Regions from separate parts of the Mus musculus genome. Here region 1 is linked to region 2. The links are chromatin contacts, called in public HiChIP or PLAC-seq maps. All regions are on one chromosome and are shown on one strand. The core of a region is the stretch at or near the end of the contact, and the rest is flanking DNA. Distances in the headings are between cores, read along the strand shown.

What was found. HiChIP or PLAC-seq counts read pairs in DNA pulled down with a chosen protein or histone mark.
Region 1: an H3K27ac HiChIP or PLAC-seq map of microglia shows a contact between it and region 2, with 3 times the contacts expected there. The contact joins two enhancer-like sites. A contact is called at or near these places in 1 of 39 promoter capture datasets (embryonic stem cells), 21 of 484 Hi-C or Micro-C datasets (3T3-L1-derived adipocytes, the AML12 cell line, CD4 T cells and 7 more), 3 of 115 datasets of contacts at active chromatin or transcription factors (embryonic stem cells and microglia) and 4 of 9 other capture datasets (adipose tissue, embryonic stem cells, liver and 1 more).

What each region holds. Positions count from the first base shown.
Region 1 is chr13:59,796,351-59,800,988 of GRCm38.p6, reverse strand. Tut7 (terminal uridylyl transferase 7) reads left to right here. Exons shown (of 27, transcript NM_001373962.1): 13 at 273-1,348; 14 at 1,841-1,991; 15 at 3,233-3,319; 16 at 4,069-4,169. Among named protein-coding and RNA genes, the nearest start is that of Tut7, 24 kb to the left of the region's middle. Within about 2 kb of position 1,613, at least 10 of the 459 cell types and tissues checked have an H3K27ac peak or open chromatin away from gene starts, as enhancers often do. A contact at or near this core is called in microglia, where this site is marked.
Region 2 is chr13:59,631,270-59,636,199 of GRCm38.p6, reverse strand. Naa35 (N(alpha)-acetyltransferase 35, NatC auxiliary subunit) reads right to left here. Exons shown (of 23, transcript NM_030153.2): 22 at 3,172-3,252; 23 at 1,402-1,782. The coding sequence ends at 1,723. Golm1 (golgi membrane protein 1) reads left to right here. Exons shown (of 10, transcript NM_001035122.2): 10 at 1-1,204. Among named protein-coding and RNA genes, the nearest start is that of Golm1, 42 kb to the left of the region's middle. Within about 2 kb of position 3,484, at least 10 of the 459 cell types and tissues checked have an H3K27ac peak or open chromatin away from gene starts, as enhancers often do. A contact at or near this core is called in microglia, where this site is marked.

The DNA.
Region 1 (4,638 bases), core at 364-2,863, 170 kb before region 2:
CACACTGACAACATCTTTCCTACCTCCAGTCACTGAGCAGCTAGGGAAGGGGCATCAGTTCCCTGAGACTCCGAAGCGTTGCTTTCAGCTCCTAACTGCTGCCCCACTCCTACCTGGGTTGTTTTTGTAAAGTGTTTAAAGCATGTAAGATGCATGATCCACTCTACTGTTGGTGTTACCTGCTTTATCTTGGAAAATCTAGTTTTAAGCATGATGAAACAGAAATGTATGAAGTGGTGGCTTTCTTTTTTCTCTCTCTCTTTTTGTTGCAGACCCCTATTCTGTTAAAAGAAATGTGGCAAGGACCCTGAATAACCAGCCTGTGTTTGAGTATATACTCCATTGTTTGAGGACAACATATAAATATTTCGCTCTTCCACACAAAGTTACAAAACCCAACCTCACAAAGCCTCCTAGCCCAGTCACCTGTGTTTCAGACCCTTACAGAGAAGCAAAAAATGGTGGCCCAGAACCCCAAGCAACAAATATTGATAAACTGGGAAATGCAGCTGTGGCTCAAGATCCTGGTGTTCAAACCTCAGGTGACTGCAGAGCACAGCTAGTTACTCTTAAGAATACCACTGAGGAGGTGGGAAGCCCAGCAAAGGAGAAGACAGGAGGTGTGCACATCCCAGCCCACCAGGAGAGCTCTGGCTGTGTCCAGGCAGAGGTCAGTTGTGAGGGTTTGGAGGATGCCACAGCAGAGCTTCCGGAAACAGGAAGTGACAACGAGGAAGTCAGAAGGAAGACCAAGCATCCTTTGAGCACTGATGACCAAGGTTTAAGCAGCAGCAAGCACCCAGAACTGCAGAACTGTGGCAGCCTGTGTGGTCTGCAGGCAGACAACACTCTGGAGTTAGTAGCTGAAGAGTGTAATAGCTGTGCCTCTTTGGACAACAAGGCTGAGGTCAATGAAGAGAGGATAGAAGGCGCTGAGGAACTAGAAGAAGCAGCAGCTCTGAGTTGCTTTTCCCCTTCAGTACAGAGTCGCACATCTGCAGCCATGCACTTTGATGATGAGGAGGAGGAGGAGGAAGAAGAGGAGGAAGAGGAGCCCAGGCTCAGCATTAACCTTACAGAAGATGAGGAGGGGGTTGCTAATGAGCATCAGGTGGACAGCAGGTATGCTGGGTCAGGTGAGGAGGATGCCCTCTCTGAAGAAGATGACTTGGCAGAGCCTGCTAAGGGTGAAGATACAGGAGAATGTGGAGAAAACGTGGGTGGGACTCTGCTCATAGACCTAAATAGAATAACACTTAAAGAAGAAAGCTTTCCTGAGGAAGATTTACCTGGGGACCAGTCTGAGTTCTTCTACGAATTTAGAAAACTGACCTTCACCAAAGGCAAGGTAATTGTTACTAATAGACTCTAATAACTCCAGTGGATAGTGTTTCTAGTTTTCTCTCTGTCACCTGTGAGCAATTGGCAGTGTGCTATTGCATGGATATGAAGTCTGAGGCCAACTTGAGGAAGTCAGTTTTCTCTTTTTCTTTCTTTTCTTTCTGTGGGTCCCAGGAATTGAACTGAGGTCTCCAGGCTTGGCACCAAGTGCCATTTACCAACTGAGCTACTTGTCAGCCCTGATTTCAGTTTCTATGAACTGGACCAGTAGCTTCCCGTTTGGTGTGGTTTAACCCATTTCTGTTCGTGCGCTGTGATTCCTGTCCCTCCTGATGGGGATGTTCATAGACGACAGACAGTTCGCTTCCCATTGCCGTCCCCAGAGTAGCATGTCCCATCTCAGGCCCTCAGAGTAGCTTTGTTTTAGCCTATATGTGTAGATGTGTAGATGTGCAAAGATTCACAGTCACTCATGTTTTGGTTCACCATCTCCCTGCAGTCCCCCACAGTAGTGTGCAGCTTGTGTAAGCGAGAAGGTCACCTAAAGAAGGACTGTCCTGAGGACTTCAAGAGGGTCCAGCTGGAGCCGTTGCCACCCCTGACACCCAAGTTCTCAAACATCTTAGATCAAGTCTGCGTCCAGTGTTACAGTAAGTGTTCTGTGTTCACCTGATGCGCCACAGTGGGTGACACTCAGGAGTCATCAGAGGTGCTGCCAGCCTCACAGTTAGTACTCTGAGGATTGCAGACAGTGTGTTGTGAGCATAGGCACCTACCACCCCTCCCCCAGCTCCTCCTACAGCCACTCCCTCTCCTCACCCTAACCGACTGAATCCAGGCCTTGCTGCAGGTAGACTCATGGATGTGGGGGCCATCCACTGTCAGCTCCCCACCCCATCCCCCATGCTAGAATAGTGACAGGCTTGGTCTTGCAGGCAGCTTCAGCTGCTGTGTGAGTGCATGAGAGCAGCAGTCCTCTTGTGCCTAATACCCCTTGGCCCCAGGCTCTCAGGCCATAGGGATGCTCCCTTTTCTGTGATGGTGTCTCTACCTGGAGGGAAAGAATACTTTGAACAGCCCGCATGCAAGCTCTTTAGGGAACATCCATTTGAGGAAGCACTGGTGCTCAGAGAAGTTTCATTTCTATTTCTGAAGAGGCCTGCTGCTGCTTAGCCTGGATGTGCTCAGGGCCCCTCCCTGACTGGTACTTAAGCTCCCTGCCCCCCAGGAGGCTCCCTCCCTGAAGCTGCCATCAAAATTGCCTCCTGGATCCTGGGATTACAGGCAGGCACCATCATGTCCAACCTAATCCCTCCTACCCTCTCTTCCTACTAGGGTCTCCCTCTGTTACTGAATTTTTGGGTCCAAACAACCTGCCTCTGCCTCAGCCTCCCAAATATTCAGGACATATACTACTGTGTTTAGCTACTATTGACATTTTTCGTTTTATTAAGCTTTTTCAGATGTTAAGGAAGAAAACTGGGCTTCCCATTAAAAACAGAATAACCCACAGACACCTCTGCTCCCTTTCTAGAGGATCCTGACAGCCAGGGCTAGAGCCCTTGCCCCAGTTGGTTTCCATTTCAAGAGCAGTTCTTGGGGTTAGACTCATTTGAGGCAGGGTGTTCTGTGTGTCCCTGGCTGGCTTGGACCTCACAGTGATGCCCTCCTCTGCCTCCCAGTGCTGGGATTACACCTGTGTTCCACAGGATTGGGACAGGTGCTATTTGTTTTTATTGCTAGCACTGTCTGTTGAGAAGGATAAAAATCTGGTTTTTGAAGCTTGTAAGTTTTCTTTTTCTAAAAACTATATTTTGTTTTTAGCTTTTTTGAGAAATGTCAACTTTTAAAGCCACTCCCCTACTCATTATACCTATCTGTTTTTAAACAGAGGATTTTTCTCCAACTATTGTAGAAGATCAGGCTCGTGAACATATCCGGCAAAATCTAGAAAGTTTCATAAAACAGGATTTTCCAGGTAAATAATTTTTTTTTTCCTCTTTAGGAAAAGAAAGGTAACATACGTATTCCAGGCATATTAACTTCACAGCTTACCTAATTACCAATAGGAAGATGGCAGTGTGGGATCACCCAGGCCATAAGAGGTGAATTCACTGGGGACTGCAGTTAAGTCATGCACACTTACAGGAGCAGGAGAAGTGGCTTGCAGACACTCTGACCTCTGAGTGTGTGCACTTGTGTATTGAGCCACACACAAAGGTAAAAACCAATCTTCTAAAGTACGTAGGAAGCATTGCTCTTAGAGTATGAAATGTCATAGGATGGCCTACATCTTTCCTCGAAACATCCTTGCATTTTGGCATAAAGTGATGTCCACTATTCTTTCATGTCATATACAGCTGTGTATTTAAGTAAACTAAGGGAATCATTAAGAATCAATGTGTAGTGAAAAAGATGCTGAGGCAGGCAAGATGGCTCAACAGATAAATGACCTTCCTGCCAAGCCTGGTCCCTGACTTCACCGCTCAGATAATGGAAGGAAAACCCAACTCCTGCATGTTTATGTTGTCCTCTGACCTCCTTATGCACACATGCTGACACAATAAATAAATAAGTGAATAATTGTTATAAAATATTTGAAGACCTTAATTACAAGAGGATAGTTAGCAATTGGTATTTTGGATTCATGAAAGGGCCATTTTTTAAATAAAAACTAATTACATGTACTCAGGTAATGAGCTATTACTTGTCATCTGTCCCTAACAGGAACTAAATTGAGCTTGTTTGGCTCCTCCAAAAATGGATTTGGGTTCAAACAGAGTGACCTTGACGTCTGTATGACGATTAACGGACATGAGACTGCTGAGGTACGGTTGCCACGTGAACACACATGTGCTGTGAGCATGTGGTTAGCGCCGTCCTCACTGGCAGAACTGCGAGGCATCTGGAATGTACGGGGCATTCCACATGCAGTGCACCAGGAAGCACAGCCTCTGGCTTCTGCGCTGACATTCTTGGAGGGGGTGTGAAGAGTAGAACAAAGCTCTGGCTGGGCATGGGTGGTGCACACCTGTGGTCCCAGCTCCTGGGAGCCTCATGAAGGAGGTTTGCTAGAAGTTCAAGGTCAGCCTGGGCTGCCTAGCAAGAGCCTGTCTCACCAAAAAAACAACACACACACATACACACAGAGACTGGATAGCTTTAAAGGGGCTTTTCCAGTGTAGTACAGATTGGACTAGATTCCGTGAAGCTAGACCACCTTCACCAGTGCCCATTGGCTTGGCTACTAGACCAGTACACCTACCTATCCCCCGTTACCTGTGATGTCGGTTTGCT
Region 2 (4,930 bases), core at 2,235-4,734:
TCTGAAGTGCTGGCTAAATAGGAAGCAGCAGCACTAGAGGCACAGGGGCTGAAGATCCCTGCAGTGAAGTGGATGCCGGGTGGTCCAGCTGTCTGTGCCTCTTTAAAGCACACATTTAAACCCCTATGGCAGACGTGGGTTGTTTCTCACTGCAGAACTACCCAGTTCTACCCCATGTTTAGATGAGTACTGTTTAATGTCACAAGCCATTTTCCTTTACACTTTAACTTGCCAGAGCCTCAGATGGACTGTTCTTACACCTTTTCTGCTCCTAGGTCCCAAACTCAAGGGGACTTTGTATTTCTAGTGCTTGTTTTCTACCTTAATCTGGTTTGGGTTTAAAGTGTAGATATTGCTGACAGGCTGTGCTGATTTCCTTTTTAACAAGTACAATAGGTAAGGGCCACATTCTACCCTTTGGGTTCTAAGATTCCAGGGTACCAATAGCCATGCATGACAGCTGAGCCATACCACCTCCGTACTGACCAGGAAGTAACCAACATCCTGTCTTCGCTAGCATCTTGATCAAGTCCAGTCAGGCATGCTTCAGTGTTTCTAGGAAATGGAAGGTGCCACAGGGTTGGGCTGGCATAGCTCCGTGAGAACTTCTACCTAGCCAGTATGTGTGAGTCCCTGGGTCGCATCCTCAGCACCAACGAACACTGTCACATTAGAGTTAGGCCACTGAAATCTTAGAGTCATTTTTGCTGTAAGCCAAATGAACTAGCAATAGTCAGGCCAAACCACAAAGCCAGATTGAATTTCAGGGTGGCTCACTCTGCTAAAAGCACTGCCCCTTCAGAGTACAAATGGGAAACCCCACGGGCTTAGACAGTTGTCACAGCACACCAGTGACAAGACCAGCAGAGGAATGAGCAGCAAATCAAGGATGGGGTCTCTTGCTGGTGGCCAAGAACAAAACCTACACCTCAGGGCACTTGGGACTTCAGCTGGAACAAAGGGATGCACCACTTTCCAACAAGACCTGAAACTCAGCGGCCTACAAACTCCTACCTGATACCAGCAGCAGACACTGCAGTGTGATGTGGTTTTCCTTCAACTGCATGACTAAAGACCCTTAGAAATCTGTGTCACAACACAGTCACAATCCTCATGTACTTTAGCGATCCTCTTACCTCAAAATCAATTTGTAATTTGACCAGAATCTTAAATCCTTAATAAATCTTGTGTTTTGAAACTTCAAGTTTTAGGGTTGTTTGGTGTTTAAGACACAATCTCGTGTAGCCAAGGTGGGCCTCAAACATAGTACATAGCTGAGGGTAACTGAAGCCTGACCCTGCAAGCCTCAGAGCTTGGGAGTAGAGGCTTACACCTGCAGACTCTGGGTAACGCTGGCACTGCCTGTTCGGAAGGTGGCGCTCTAGTTCTCCACAGGGCAGCTTTTTTTTTTTTTTTTTTTGTCAAGAAATTTATTAACCTTTACAAACACTATTTCACTCAATCATTCATTAAAAAAATGTTTACAATTAAGTCTGTAATCAAACCATGTAGCGTTCACCAATGCATTCCAGCCCAGTTACCCCATGGAGTACAATAAACCACTTTAAAACAGCAGTTCTCATCCTCTCTAGGTAAGGGTGGTAAACTGAAAAGTCTTCCTTGTAGCAAGCTGTCTGTCATTCAAGAGATCCACTTTCTGTCACCATGTGTGGCAGACTGATGTCTTCCCTAGAGTGGACACGGTCATCTTTGCAGTCTCTTTCAAACCAGTTTCACAACAGGAAAATATTTGTGAACAGAGAAGTCGAATTCGGGAGGAACCTAAAAAGAAAGCCAGAAAGTCAGTGGCTCCATGTGCATGGTTAGAGTTCCTGTGTTTCAGAAATAGGACAGTGCAACAGACACTGGTATAACAGCAGCAGTCAGAGGACAGAAACGAGGAAGGAGGCTCTCCTGTCAGATCATCAGAAAATACCTAGCCAGCTGTTTGTTCAGAGAACGTTCAAGGAAAATGGACTTCAGACAAAGTGCTCAACCAGATCAGGACAGCAACACAGTTCAGCTTTAGGGTAACAAGTCAGATCTTCCATATCAACGCCACATCTTATCAGCGTTTAAGTCTTGGGGCCGGGGAAATGGCTGAGCTGGTACAGGATTTGCAGTGCAAGCAGCACAAGCATGCGAGCCCGAGGTCTGATTCCCAGCACCCATGGTAAAAGCTGAGCACGACAGCACATGCCCAGAACTCTGGTGCTGGGAAGGTGGAGACAGGCAGGTCTTCGGGGCTTGCTGGGCAACCAATTTAGCTGAACTGGGGAGTGCCAGGTCCAGGGAGCCCTGTTTTACACACCAGTCACGACTGAGTGAAAAAGTACCCATCCTGAGGACACGCCCAATACCCTGAGCGAAATGGCCCTGCTTCTATGCATGCACATGTGGACACATGGCTCTACCACATGTGACTACCTGTGCTGGTCTGACTAGGACTGGTCCCATAGTTTCATGTGTGTGAATGCTTGGCCATAGGGAGCGGCACTGTTAGGAGGGGTGGCCTTGTTGGAGGAAGTGTGTCAGTGTGGAGGTGGGCTCAAGTCTGGCCAGTGTGACAGTCTCTCCTTGCTGCCTCAGATCCAAATGTAGAACGCTCAGCTCCAGCACCATCTCTGCCTACACACTGCCATGTTTCCTGTCACAACAGCAACTGTAAGCTACCCCAAACTTTCCCTTTAGAAGAGTTGCTGTGGTCATGGTGTCTCTACAGCAATAGACCCTAACTAAGACACTACTGAAGCCACTGCCTCCCTAAAGCAGGTGACATTTAAGTACCTTCTCTCCCCAAATCTGCTTTACAGGACTTCTTTTAAAATTCTTTATTCCATCTAATTTGTATGTGGGTGTAGGGTCTGTCCTGCTGGGCAGGCTCCAGTTCTCACGCCTGATCAGGTCAGCCCGGGAGGCAGTCACCCTGACCACCGACTCTCTTCCCAGGCCCCATTTCTGAGCTCTTGACTCTGCTCCATGCTTCCTCAACTGTCCTAAGGCAGTCAGTGATTATATGGGAGTGGGAAAAAAGAAAGTTGAGATTTTAAGTCTCTAACCGTCTGGAGGAAAAGTGGTGGCTGAGCCTCTTCTAGGAGGAACAGAGGGTAGGTATCCTTTGTTGTGACAGTACACAGGAGCTCTGCACTCCCTTCCCTACAACACACTCACCTTTGACTCTTTTTTGTGTCCTCCTGCTAAGAGCTTCATAACCACAAAGTTGGGCTTGGCAACCTTCAGGATTCTACTGACCTGAAACAAGAAGAACACGAGCATCACAGCAGGAAGCTAAGTCTGCACAGAGGAGTGCCTCTGCCACTGCCGGACTGCAGCCAAGCACAGGGGTGTTCAGGGAGCCATGTAGTGGCTTCACCCGAGAGCAAAGCTCTCTTCAGTGAGCTGCTCATATCAGTCCTTAGACAACTTCTCTCACCCCATAAAAACTGCTTTGAGGACTGAGTCAGTGTACTCAGCCTTGTGCTGCACAAACAGTCGTGGGTCCACAGACAGGAAACAGCCCAGCTCTGCACTTCTCCATGCACACCCCTTAGGAGAGCATGGCTGTGTGTGAAGCTTAGAAACACTCCTGACGGACGGGCTGTCCTGTCCTCTCTGACAATTACTACTCTAAACACTGAACACAGGATCGATCATAGGAAAGCCAAGGTTTCCCTTAGGTAACCTTGAAGCTCCCACTGCTGCATTCCTGACCACTGTGGAGATAAACAAGGGCAGGATGGACGGGAGATGGATAGCAACCTGAACATCTAACAGGAAAGGGAGACAGAAGTTCAGACCTGAGACGCTGAGCAAGGGACCTGCCTGCCATGGGTGAGGGCAGCCTGGTAGTAGTTCCAGGCCAGTCTAAGCTACAGGATGAGACCTTATCTCAAAATATAAAAATAATGATGATGATAATTTGACATGTCAGAAGCCACACTGTGACCCTATAGATCAATTAACTCAGCTGCTCAGGCTAAAACCCTTCACGTCATCCTGTCTCCTTCCGCATCCCACATCAGGGCTGATTACCCACTGCACCGCTCACTGGACCACTGCTCCGGCTTCCTCCCACCTTTGCTGCACGGGTCAGTTTTAGCAGCACAGAATGGTCCTTTGTCACAAGTCAGAGCTGTCTGTCCACTGCTCACACTCCAACAGCTCCTCCCTCACTACCCACTCCAGCCACATGAGTCCCAAGTCCCTGGGGCTGTCCAAATACTCCAGGGACAGATAGGTCTGTCCTGCATGTGGGTCCTGGTCCATCCCTGAATGCCTATGTGACCTACTTCACCTTCTAGAATTTACTAAAATGGGTTATTTAAAATGGTTGGAGTTCTACACTCTGTACAATACATAATATGACTCCTACCGACCTGCCCTGAGCCCATACCAGCTATTTCTGCTATAATAGGTGCTTGGAAAGACTTTGAATAAATGAAGGAAATGTCTTCTGTTATTGAACCTCCTTCAAATTTCTGTAACTACCATTTTTATTAGCCAGAAGATATATTTTTTTTCTTTTTGAGACAGTGTCTTACTATGTAGCCCTGGTTGGCCCTGAACTCAGAGAGATCCTTCTGCCTCTGCGATCACGCCCCACTAGAATATGATTTTTTTATCTCTTTCCTACTCTCTTCTCCAAGGCATTCAACATCCCCTTAGAGCCTAAGGTACTATCATTAATCCTCTTTTAATGGAAGTGACTTGTTCATATAATACCCAGTCTTTTCAGCCAACCTTCAATGAAATGGCAGCGTACCATTCAGTTTTAACCCTTGCTATCTGAATCTCCTTGACCTTGTCGGTGACCAAATTACAGTTGTGCTGTTTGCAATGAAGACCTGCTATGCTGAGTATTCATCTTCGTTCATCTTCTACGTTGTGTGTGTGCACATGTGTTTATCTGCGGTGCTGTGTGTGACAGGCA